2 separate regions of the Mus musculus genome follow, and region 1 is linked to region 2. Evidence: chromatin contacts called from public HiChIP or PLAC-seq data. All regions are on one chromosome and are shown on one strand. The core of a region is the stretch at or near the end of the contact, and the rest is flanking DNA. Distances in the headings are between cores, read along the strand shown.

The links. HiChIP or PLAC-seq counts read pairs in DNA pulled down with a chosen protein or histone mark.
Region 1: an H3K27ac HiChIP or PLAC-seq map of embryonic stem cells shows a contact between it and region 2, with 11 times the contacts expected there. The contact joins two enhancer-like sites. A contact is called at or near these places in 2 of 484 Hi-C or Micro-C datasets (cerebral cortex and frontal cortex), 1 of 115 datasets of contacts at active chromatin or transcription factors (embryonic stem cells) and 1 of 9 other capture datasets (embryonic stem cells).

Annotation. Positions count from the first base shown.
Region 1 is chr1:77,411,401-77,416,088 of GRCm38.p6, forward strand. All of the region lies in intron 5 of Epha4 (Eph receptor A4), which reads right to left. Among named protein-coding and RNA genes, the nearest start is that of Mir6352, 83 kb to the right of the region's middle. Within about 2 kb of position 2,076, at least 17 of the 459 cell types and tissues checked have an H3K27ac peak or open chromatin away from gene starts, as enhancers often do. A contact at or near this core is called in embryonic stem cells, where this site is marked.
Region 2 is chr1:75,660,424-75,665,591 of GRCm38.p6, forward strand. No RefSeq gene overlaps it. Among named protein-coding and RNA genes, the nearest start is that of Slc4a3, 120 kb to the left of the region's middle. RefSeq lists an enhancer at 330-2,831. Within about 2 kb of position 2,023, at least 35 of the 459 cell types and tissues checked have an H3K27ac peak or open chromatin away from gene starts, as enhancers often do. A contact at or near this core is called in embryonic stem cells, where this site is marked.

The sequences.
Region 1 (4,688 bases), core at 826-3,325, 1.8 Mb after region 2:
TAGTGGAGCTTCCTTAAGATAATTCCGTAACTGGTGAATTTCATAGCCATATGCTAGCACCCACATCCTCACCCACTGGTCTACAGAAAGCTGTGCATCTCCTTTCTTTCTGTTAGGATTTGAATAGGAAATGGTACCCCCATGGGCTCATGGGAACATTTGCTCCCCAACAGTGGTGCCAATTTGGGAATATTATAGAAATTTTATTACTAAGGCCAAGCTAACATAGGTGGGTTTCTGGTCTTGAAGGTAGCCCTGGTTATTCTGAGACTCACTCTGTAGACCAATCTGGCCTCAAATTCAGAGATCCACCAGCCTCTGCCGCCACAGTTCTGGGATTAAAGACATGTGCTACCTACCATACCCTTGAGTGAGAAATTGTATACTTAAGCTAACTTTCCTTTCCACAGAAATAGCAGCAACTAACATGGAGTTGTGGTGGTTTCCCGAATTTCCCAAGTCAGTACACATGGCCTCTGCTAGCACACATATCACACACCATCTAGTTTTGAATCCCCTCACATTGAGCTAACTAACTTGAAGAGTGGAGATAAAGATAACACACAACTAATAGTATTTGGAGTTGGAGGAGGGGTAAGAGGCTCACGAGAAGCTTTTGGAAGATTCACAGTATTCTGTGGTACTGTGCTTCATGATGTGACCATCAAACAGGTGTCTGCTATGAGATGAGGCCAATGGTGACAAATTAAGAATATATTGCCCACTTTTCTGTGTTATGTAAACATTTTTCATGACAAGATCATAAAACAAATATTAGGGTTATTGGAGTGTACAGGTAGTGAATTATTGCACTTATCATTAGAAAGACTGATCCAAAATCCCTGATAAGCCTTCCTGCTCAGAAAAAACCGAAACAAGTCTAGAAAGGGGGAAACTTCTGTAGAATAGAGCCACAGTGACTTCAAAAACAACAATGCAATCGAAGCACCGGGATCCCTGCGCTTGGCGCAGACAACGGTTGCATTATCATTTTCCCTTCTAACAGACACTACTTCATGTGCCACCACAGGGCCGGTCCCAGCATCACACCCGGGACTCCATAAGCAGTCACGTGCTCCTTTCCTGGCTCTGGTGCCCCTGCACTGAGTATCTTCTCAGCTGTTTGTTTCACTGCGTGTTTCTCAAGAGGTTCGTTGGCGCATTCTGACAAGTGTAGCCCAACACTTGCCAACAGAAACACCACAGGACTCCACGAATGTACTTCCTGCTAAGTCAGAATGGCAGTTTGAGGCAACAGGAAAACAAGCCTTCCTTCTCGGTGGTCTTTTTATAAGAATTTGCCTGAGCAAGACAACTGTATTAAGATAAGGACGTAGGTAGTTAAATCTGGTAACTGCAAAAAAAGCGTAATTTTTTTTTCCACCTTAGATGCTTCTAGTGAGAAGAGTGATGATGTCAAGCTCACCTAAATTGAAGAGTTATTATTTATTGAGTATCTCAGCTAGTCTGTCTGTGTGACTTGGATAGAGAACCCTTTGTCAAAGCCAGCTCCTCCATGACCCACAGGGCCCTCCAGAATTTATTTGGAATATGTAAGGGAAGCCTCTTGGACAGAGCGGCCAAGAGAGGGAAGGATTAACTGCTACCCACCAGGGCTTTACTCCTTCACTGTCAGCCCTGCTGGAGAGCTCTGTGCCTCCCAAGGCTGCAAAATGAACGGGCTGAGCCATGGGCTGCTTTGTTTCCCAGACAGCTGCTAATCGTCCTGACAATGCTACAACATTTAGCTTTCTGACGGCCAGAGCATCTAGAACGGTCCTCAATTAAACATGTTTTAATCACCAAGCTTCTAAATGCCAGCATGAGAGATAGATGCACCCAGTAGAGTTTGGCTCTGGCCTCCTGCTTCCCACATTCAAATTTCCACATTTACACATGGGGAGACTTGGAAAGCCTTCTCCAGAAACTGACCAAAGGAGAGTCCTGCTCCTTCCTCTCTATTAGCTACTTCTACTGTCTTACGTCTATAAACGCTGTTCTGTAGAGGTTAAGGCGTTTAACATTTGCTAAAGGAGCCTGTTGGTTTTAACAAATAGATCTGTGACTATTGTTATTGAGAATTGTTTAAGGTGTGGTGATTAATTCAGGACAGTTGTGACTTTGCCAAGTGCTATAGGGATACTGGAATCATCTGTGAAGTAAAAGAAGAAGCAGTGGAAGGAGGAAGGGAAAGAAGGAGGAAAAGGGGTCAGCTAATAGATAAACTCAGAAAAGCTCCAGAAAACAGTCTTATCAATACAAATCGTCTCAGGCCGCTGCCCCAGTCAGACTACCCGCTGATGTCTTAATCTGGATGCAAGCACTTGGAGAGGTTCAAGAGAACCTTAGACGCTTGAGTCTCCTTTAATTTTATTCCTTGATATTCTTTTTAGGTTTTGTTTGAGACAAGTTCACATGTAGCCCAGGCTGGCCTTCAACTTGCTATGTAACAGGTGATGACCTTGAACCCTCACTTTCCTGCTACCACCTCCTCGGTGCTGAGATTGCAGTGAGATACACCACTGCACCCAGATCAGACTTTGAAATTTTCGGATAAAGGGTGCCCTGTTACTTTTCTCATACTGGCCTTAATTTTGCAAGGGCATGAATACAACTTTATATTCTTTGTCAATAAGCATCATTTGTAGCTATTTTTATGAATACATGATCTGGTTAAAAACTTTAAACAAAAGTACCAATTTTCATAAATGGTATACATTTGTACAGGACAATTGAAAAGAAAGGCTCAATGACAAGAGTCATTAGCCATCCTGAGTTATTAGAAAAATTTTCAAAATTAGATTACTTTGTCCTGCCTCTTGGGCTAAAGGGGCCAGGCAGAGACATGGCACCAGGGGGCCCACTCAGGACATTCAGTTTCTTGACTTTCAAGGGAGACTGAATATATCACGAAGCTCTCCTTCCTTATAACTGTCTCAGAGATGGCCCACTATCATCCAAGTTGAAACACTAGGAAGTCAATTAGTGTCAGTTATGATATGAGCACCTGTCGGCAAAGACCTGGACTGAAATCAAACCCATTAACATAGTCACTCATGGCTGCCAAGTGGTCAGGCTCTGGAACACTTAGGATGACATCTACATTCAAAGAGGTGACCCAAAGGTCCAAAGACCTATTAGTCACCTTCTAAGCCACCCGATTCCCCATCACGTATATATGATGTATGTATCTGAAATAGCACACCTATTTTCTAATGGTCATTTTAAGAGATCACACAAGCTACTCACAAAAGTCAGGGTTACTATAAATTGAGAGTTTGAGTCCCTTTACCTAAACTTTTAAAACTCTTTTTTTCTTCTTTAATGAATCTCATTGCCTTTGAAACACAGTCAGAAGAGAGAAAAATTCAGATAGCACTTTTTGGAAAAGAATTAAAGTATATCACAAAATTATAGGATAGGGAATATTATTGACAGGGCCTTACTGTCTTAAGAAAGATGTGGGTGAATCTTTCTCTGACAAATTGATGTATTCCCGGCTATGTGGAAGCTTTCCAAGCCCAAATGTCACTTGGCTTACAGAACTGTGGGGCTGACAAAAAAAAAAAAAATGATGACTCTGGACAATTACGTGGAATGTCATAAGCAGAAAGGAGAGGCAGACAGAGCAACAGATGAACACCGTGTTTGTGATGTTGAATCTCGATCCCTCTTTGATTCCACAGTATGGAAGTATAGGGGAGTTCTAAGCCCAAGGGCTGAGGAGATACTTATGGGGCAGGCAGCTTCCACTTTCCATGCAACTGTCTCTTTTGCTGCGATAGACAGGACACAGTGAAGCCACAGTGAGTGGACAAAGAGACAGGGGCTTTTGGATTAGATTATACACAGCTCCTTTTGAAAATGGTTCCTCAGAATGGTCACCACCATATGCTATGCTCTCAACAAACAAACAAACATGGCCATAAAATTATCTTTCGGCAATCCTCATCTCTTAAACTTTACCTCTTGGACAATTAATTCTCTAAAAGCGATGTTAGAGATTAGAAACAGAAGAGTCATTTAGGGCTGGTGAGATGGCTCAGTGGGTAAGAGCACCCGACTGCTCTTCCAAAGGTCCAGAGTTCAAATCCCAGCAACCACATGGTGGCTCACAACCATCCATAACGAGATCTGACTCCCTCTTCTGGAATGTCTGAAGACAGCTACAGTGTAACTTACATATAATAAATAAATAAATAAATAAATAAATAAATCTTAAAAAAAAAAAAAAAAAGAAATTGGTCTTAACAACTTTAAAAAAAAAAAATTTAAAAAAAAAAAAAAAAAAAAAAGAAGAGTCATTTATGAGGAGGATTTTAAGTTTGAGAATTGGCAACCACAGATTTTTTTTTTTTTTTTAATTTTTAGGGTATCAGCCAGACACGGAATTGTGTGTGCCAGATAGTTTAAACTCCTACATGCAGTATAAGCTCAGAGCGGAAACAACTGAGCCATTAAAATTTAAAATGTTATTAAGGCCAATAGATGTCTTCAACTAGATCGGTGCTTAAGAATTCAAGATGACTTTTGTAGTCATAAAATATAACAAAGAATGCATGCATTAGGAAAGCCCTAACTGTTTGGGGATTTTTTTTTAATAGAGGGGTTCAGAGCATCTCTCAAGGGCCTCTCTTTAAACACAATTTGCTGAAGTGTGAAATTTGCTGGATCCAGCTCCACCCAGG
Region 2 (5,168 bases), core at 773-3,272:
GTGGTGTTGGTCTGAAAATTCAAGCACAACTACTGGCTAAGGTGTCCTTGATCTCTTGGTTAGCTCGAGATAACCAATTGGGCAATAGAATGACAAGCGAGGCCAGTGACTCGGCATGTAAACATGCTTGCCACCAAGCTGGATGACCTGAATTTGATCCAGGAGGCTCACAGGATGGAAGGTGAGAACCGCATCCTGGAGATTGTCCTTTGACCTCCATTTGGCATGCACCTGCCCCCTGACCCTGCTGCCCTAGTAAACAAATGTAACAATGTAACAACAGCAACAATTACCGATGACAAACAACACAGGCAAGTGATACCCAGACAAGAACTGGCACGGGTGTTTCAGATTTACCTTGTTCCAGCACCTGCCTCTTTCTAGGGCCTTTGTCAGGACTCAGTGGATGTAGCTGGGCAACAGAGCAGGTGGGGGGGGGGGCTGTTGTTTTTAGCTTCCTAGGTGAAAGCTATTGCCCCATTTGTGTTCAAGGCTGTGCACTTTGGAACTAGGGCACCCTGAGCTCAGATCAAATGCTCTGCTGACAAATTGTTTTTACTTTCAGTTCCTATGGTCAGGAGAGAAACAGAACTTGGAATGTCATTTGCCATACCGATTAGCATCAGTGAGGAATCCTCTCTGTGGCTGTTTGCTTCAAAGCCTTAATTGATGGAAGCCCGAATATATGATCATTAACAAAATGATCTCTTTCCTACTATGTTAATAATCTTACTAAGTAGAGATGCTCCTTTAATTTCTTCTGGGATAGGTTATTTTCCTGGCACCAAGACGTGTTGGTTTGAGATTTTTGCCATCTATGTCAGCTGCAGAGGTGGTGCTGTTGGGAAAGTGCTGTTGGCTTAAGCGTGATGACGTGAGTGGGGATTCTTGGCATCCATAGTAAAATCTGAGTATGGTATTCAAGCTCCTGCAGCCCCAGTGTTGGGGACGTAGAGATATTATCCCCACTGCTTGCTAGCCAGCCAGTCTAGCCAAATCCGTGAGCTTCAGGGTCAGTGAGAAGCCCTAGCTCAAAAAATAAGGTGGAGGGGTTGGAGAGATGGCTCAGAAGTTAAGAGTACTTGGTACTCTTGCAGAGACCCAGGCATATGTTCCCAGAACCCAACTGGTGGTTTATAACCAGTTCCAGGAGTCTCTGTAGGCACCAGGTATGCAGGCAGTGCACACAGATGTGTGGAGGAGGCAAAGTGTTGGTATCATGACCTCCAAAACCTATGACATCACATAGGCGGGACCTGCAGACCCGTTGCCAAGGCAATAGCCACAATATTCCCAGAACCCACTTGGCCCACCTCCCACCTTTACCTGTAATTATATCATCACCCATATATAAAGAAAGGCCCCCCTCCCATCTCTCTCTCTTCCCCACTTCTCTTTCCTCCACCACCTTGCCCCTCTCTCTTTCAATAAACCTTATGTGGAACTATTTGGCCTCGTGTAGTCCCTTTTGAAGCCATGCAACATTCAAGATCATAACACAAAGTACCCGTACACATAAAATGGAACTAAAGAAATCTTTAAAAATAAGATGGAGACCAATAAAGGAAAGCCATATCAATAGAGGATGACACCAGCGATGACCTCTGACCTCCACATGCATCTGCACACACATACACTTAAAACTCCACACAAACACACATTAAAAGGAGTTTTTTTTTTTTTTTGCTACATATGAGACATATGAAGTTCCATTTTGGAAAGCTCTGAGCTTAGGCTGCTCAAAAAGACAGGACTTGAAGGGACTGTCTTGGCCCAGCTGTGGGAAGCAGTGTGTTTACATCAGAATAACCAGAGACACTGGCTCACGTGGGAATTGTATACCTGCCCCACATGTTTCAAACACGTCTACAAAAACAAACAGCTCCATCTTGGCAATTGTAGGGTCAAAATGTCACGTGTTAGCCTCAGTGGCAGTTTAGCTGACTGAGTCCTTAGGCAGTCAGCCCGATGTTGTTGAGTAAGACTATGTTGTGGCCACTTAGCCAATTCCACACCTGGAAAAAATAAAGACTCAAACAAGAAAGAGAGTGAAGTGAATTTGAAACCAGAGAGCAGGCTCTAGTGACAGTGTTGAGATTCGGAGTTCCTAAGCTGTCTCTACATTCCAGGCTGGGGGTGGGGCGGGGCGGGGTGGAGGGGGTGCATATTTGAAAAGCAGGCATCTTTTATGGGCAGAATCTTCTTAATCCATATCTCAGGGGCGAGATTAACGCCGTGCAGCACCCCAGATGGACTGAGCTTGCTGGAAATATGTTCTCATGAAAAGTGTCCCACCGACTGTGTCTTCTGTGTCTCTCTTAAGCCAGCTGGTTCATCTCTTGAAATTCGATATGCTCCCCACCCCGCCTTTCAGAGATGTCAGTGCACAAAAGAGGCCCATGAAAAGAAACAGCTGCACGGAGACCAGCAGCCGCTGCTGGAGCTGCAGATTGGAGGTGTGCACCTGCGTGGAGTTGGGTGACTGGCGATTTTTCAGAGGAGGGAAACATCAATGGGATGTTAGGACATGAAGGCCAGAGGGATGGATGACTCTGGGGTGGCACACTGGATACCCTGCTGCTCACCTGGAGGTCACGGGGATCACACCTGGCTTGAATTAGTCAAAAGGATTTCAGGCGAAGGTTAGTTGGTCATTTAGGAATGAAATGATTAGCTGGGCTGTAACAGTTGCTAATAAACAGATTGTCTACATCAATGACATCCATTCATCAGGACAGGGACAAATGGCATCCTGTGGTCCTCGTGGCAGAAGCAGGCAGGATTGATGAGACTGAGATGCATCCTGTGGAAGCTATGTCCTCCTGCAGAGGTGAATGAGCTGGAGGTGGGGGTGGAGATTGTGGGTGGTACTCAGACTACGGGGGGGGGGCAGGGGGAGGGGCAGACAGTAAGGGAGAAGGGTAATATAATCAAAGTGAAAAATGAAAGGTTTGGAGGATGAGGTTCTGCTGGAAGTGGTAAGATCGTGCAGTGTTCTGGCTCTACTGTGGAGGTAGAGCCAGGAGCATGCTCTGGTGGAGTAGCAGAGAGTGTGAAGGAAATGGGTCAGGGATGGGCCCTGAGGGTTTTGGTTTGGACAACTGGAAGGGCTGAGTTTCCAGCAACTTGGATGAAAAAGGCTTTGAATAGGGACAGGTTTGGAGGAGAACTGTTCACGTTGGCTCTGTCCACTATGATCTGAGTAGAGGGGCCGGGGAGGAGGGAACTGGGGGAGCTGGAATTTCAGAGAGAAAGAGGGAGAGGGAGGGGAAAGGGGAGGGGGAGGGGGAGAGGGAGAGGGAGAGGGAGAGGGAGAGAGAGAGAGAGAGAGAGAGAGAGAGAGAGAGAGAGAGAGAATGAGATAGGTAGGTTCTGGTTGAGAAGGAAATTTAGGAGTCAGCAGTGGATAGAAGACATTTAAAACCAAGGAGTGGAGTGAGATTCCAGGGAGCAGGCAGAGAAAAGGGTCAAATGCGGAGTCCAGAACCTTCCAGGAGAAGAGGCCAGTGAAGAAAGAGGCATGGCTATGAGGTAGGAGAAAACCTGAAACAATGTGGCAGCCCAAGAACCAAGTGAAGAGTCCTCCAAGGAGGAGGAAGAGGGCAGGTCCCCATGACAGTGGAGGATGAACACGGAGCCCTGATGGTTGGATTCAGTTACATCCATGCTACTAGTGACTTGGACAAGAAAGCAATTCTAGTGGAAGAGGAGGGCGAGGGATGGAGAGAATGAGAGCAACAGCTTCAGCAAAGGAGCACCAACAACTGTGCTGAGGAGCACTGACAGCTCCTCTGAGGAGCACTGACAGCTCCACTGAGGAGCACTGACAACTCTTGTAAAGGGATCCTGCACGTGGGTGGTCGCTGCAGGGAAGTAAAGACTGAGGAAAAAATGACTTATTCACTTTTCTTTTAGGCCAAAAGAATAATACGGGCACAGGAATAGCCCAGCAGACCAGGAAAATTTCTATGATGTAAGAGACACAGGGGAAGGTTTTGGGTCTTGGATGGGGTGCGTGGAATCCAGCTTTTCCTAGGAGGGAGATGTATCAATATTTAGGTGGAGAATGTAGAGTTTTGGGGTACAGATGCTGGTGAGCAGGTAGAAGTGGAGGTGAGAAACGGTGGCAGTTTGTTTCAGGGTGCTTCTGTTTTCTCAGTGAGGCAGGAAGTCAGGTGAACACCCAAAAGAAAGGAGGGGCAGGGAGGTGCTGGAGGTTAAGGAGAGAGAGAAGTTGGTCTTCTAGGGACTCATTGGAGGTCATGGAAGTAGACCATAGTGTCATGTTCTCCAGCCATGCTTGGTAGTTGTGTACAGGTCCAGGATGGGAGATATAGATTCCTGGTGATGTCAGTGGGGCAGGCACCTAAGCACCTCTGGCTCCATGAGATCCAGCTGTAAGGCATTTTCTCAATTAGTGATCAATGGGAGAGGACCAGCTTATGGTGGGCGGTGCCATCTATAGGCTGGTGATCCTGGGTTCTATAACCAGGCTGAGCAAGCCATGGGAAGCCAGTCAGCAGCATCCCTCCATGGCCTCTGCATCATCTCCTGCCTCCAGGTTCCAGCCTTGCTTGAGTTCTTGTCCTGACTTTGTCCAAGTGATGGACCATGAGCTGGAAGTGTAAGCTGAATAAACCCTTTTCTCCACAACTTACTTTTTGGTTATGGTGTTTCGTTGCAGCACTAGAGACCCTAGCTAAGACAGGTGGCTTGCTAATAGTTTCATGCCGCAGACCCTCTGGGTCTCTGTGTCTGCGTGGAACAGGTCTCTAGTCGTGGGTGGGCAAAGCGTGGATGAATGAATGACAAACAGACACACACAGGAGAGTTTGTGTGGAATCTGAGTGTAATTTTCAAATCGAGCATCAGACTTTTTATGCAGAGGACAATAAGGAAGTTGGGTGACATATTCACAAGGTACAATTGAGGTAACCGGAATCTTACATAAAACAGAGGAATGCAAACACAAAAGGTCTAATGGGAACCACCTGGGATAGAATTCATTGATAACAGCTGGGATCAACAAGGGCTCCACCTAAGATTCACTAATCTTAGAAGCCAGGGTCAAGGGCTTCGCGCCCTTGCCATAGTTCCTATTTTAGTCTCTTGTATAGTCCACCTTCCCCTTAGGCCATTGTAAATATGTGTGTATGGGTGTAACTCTG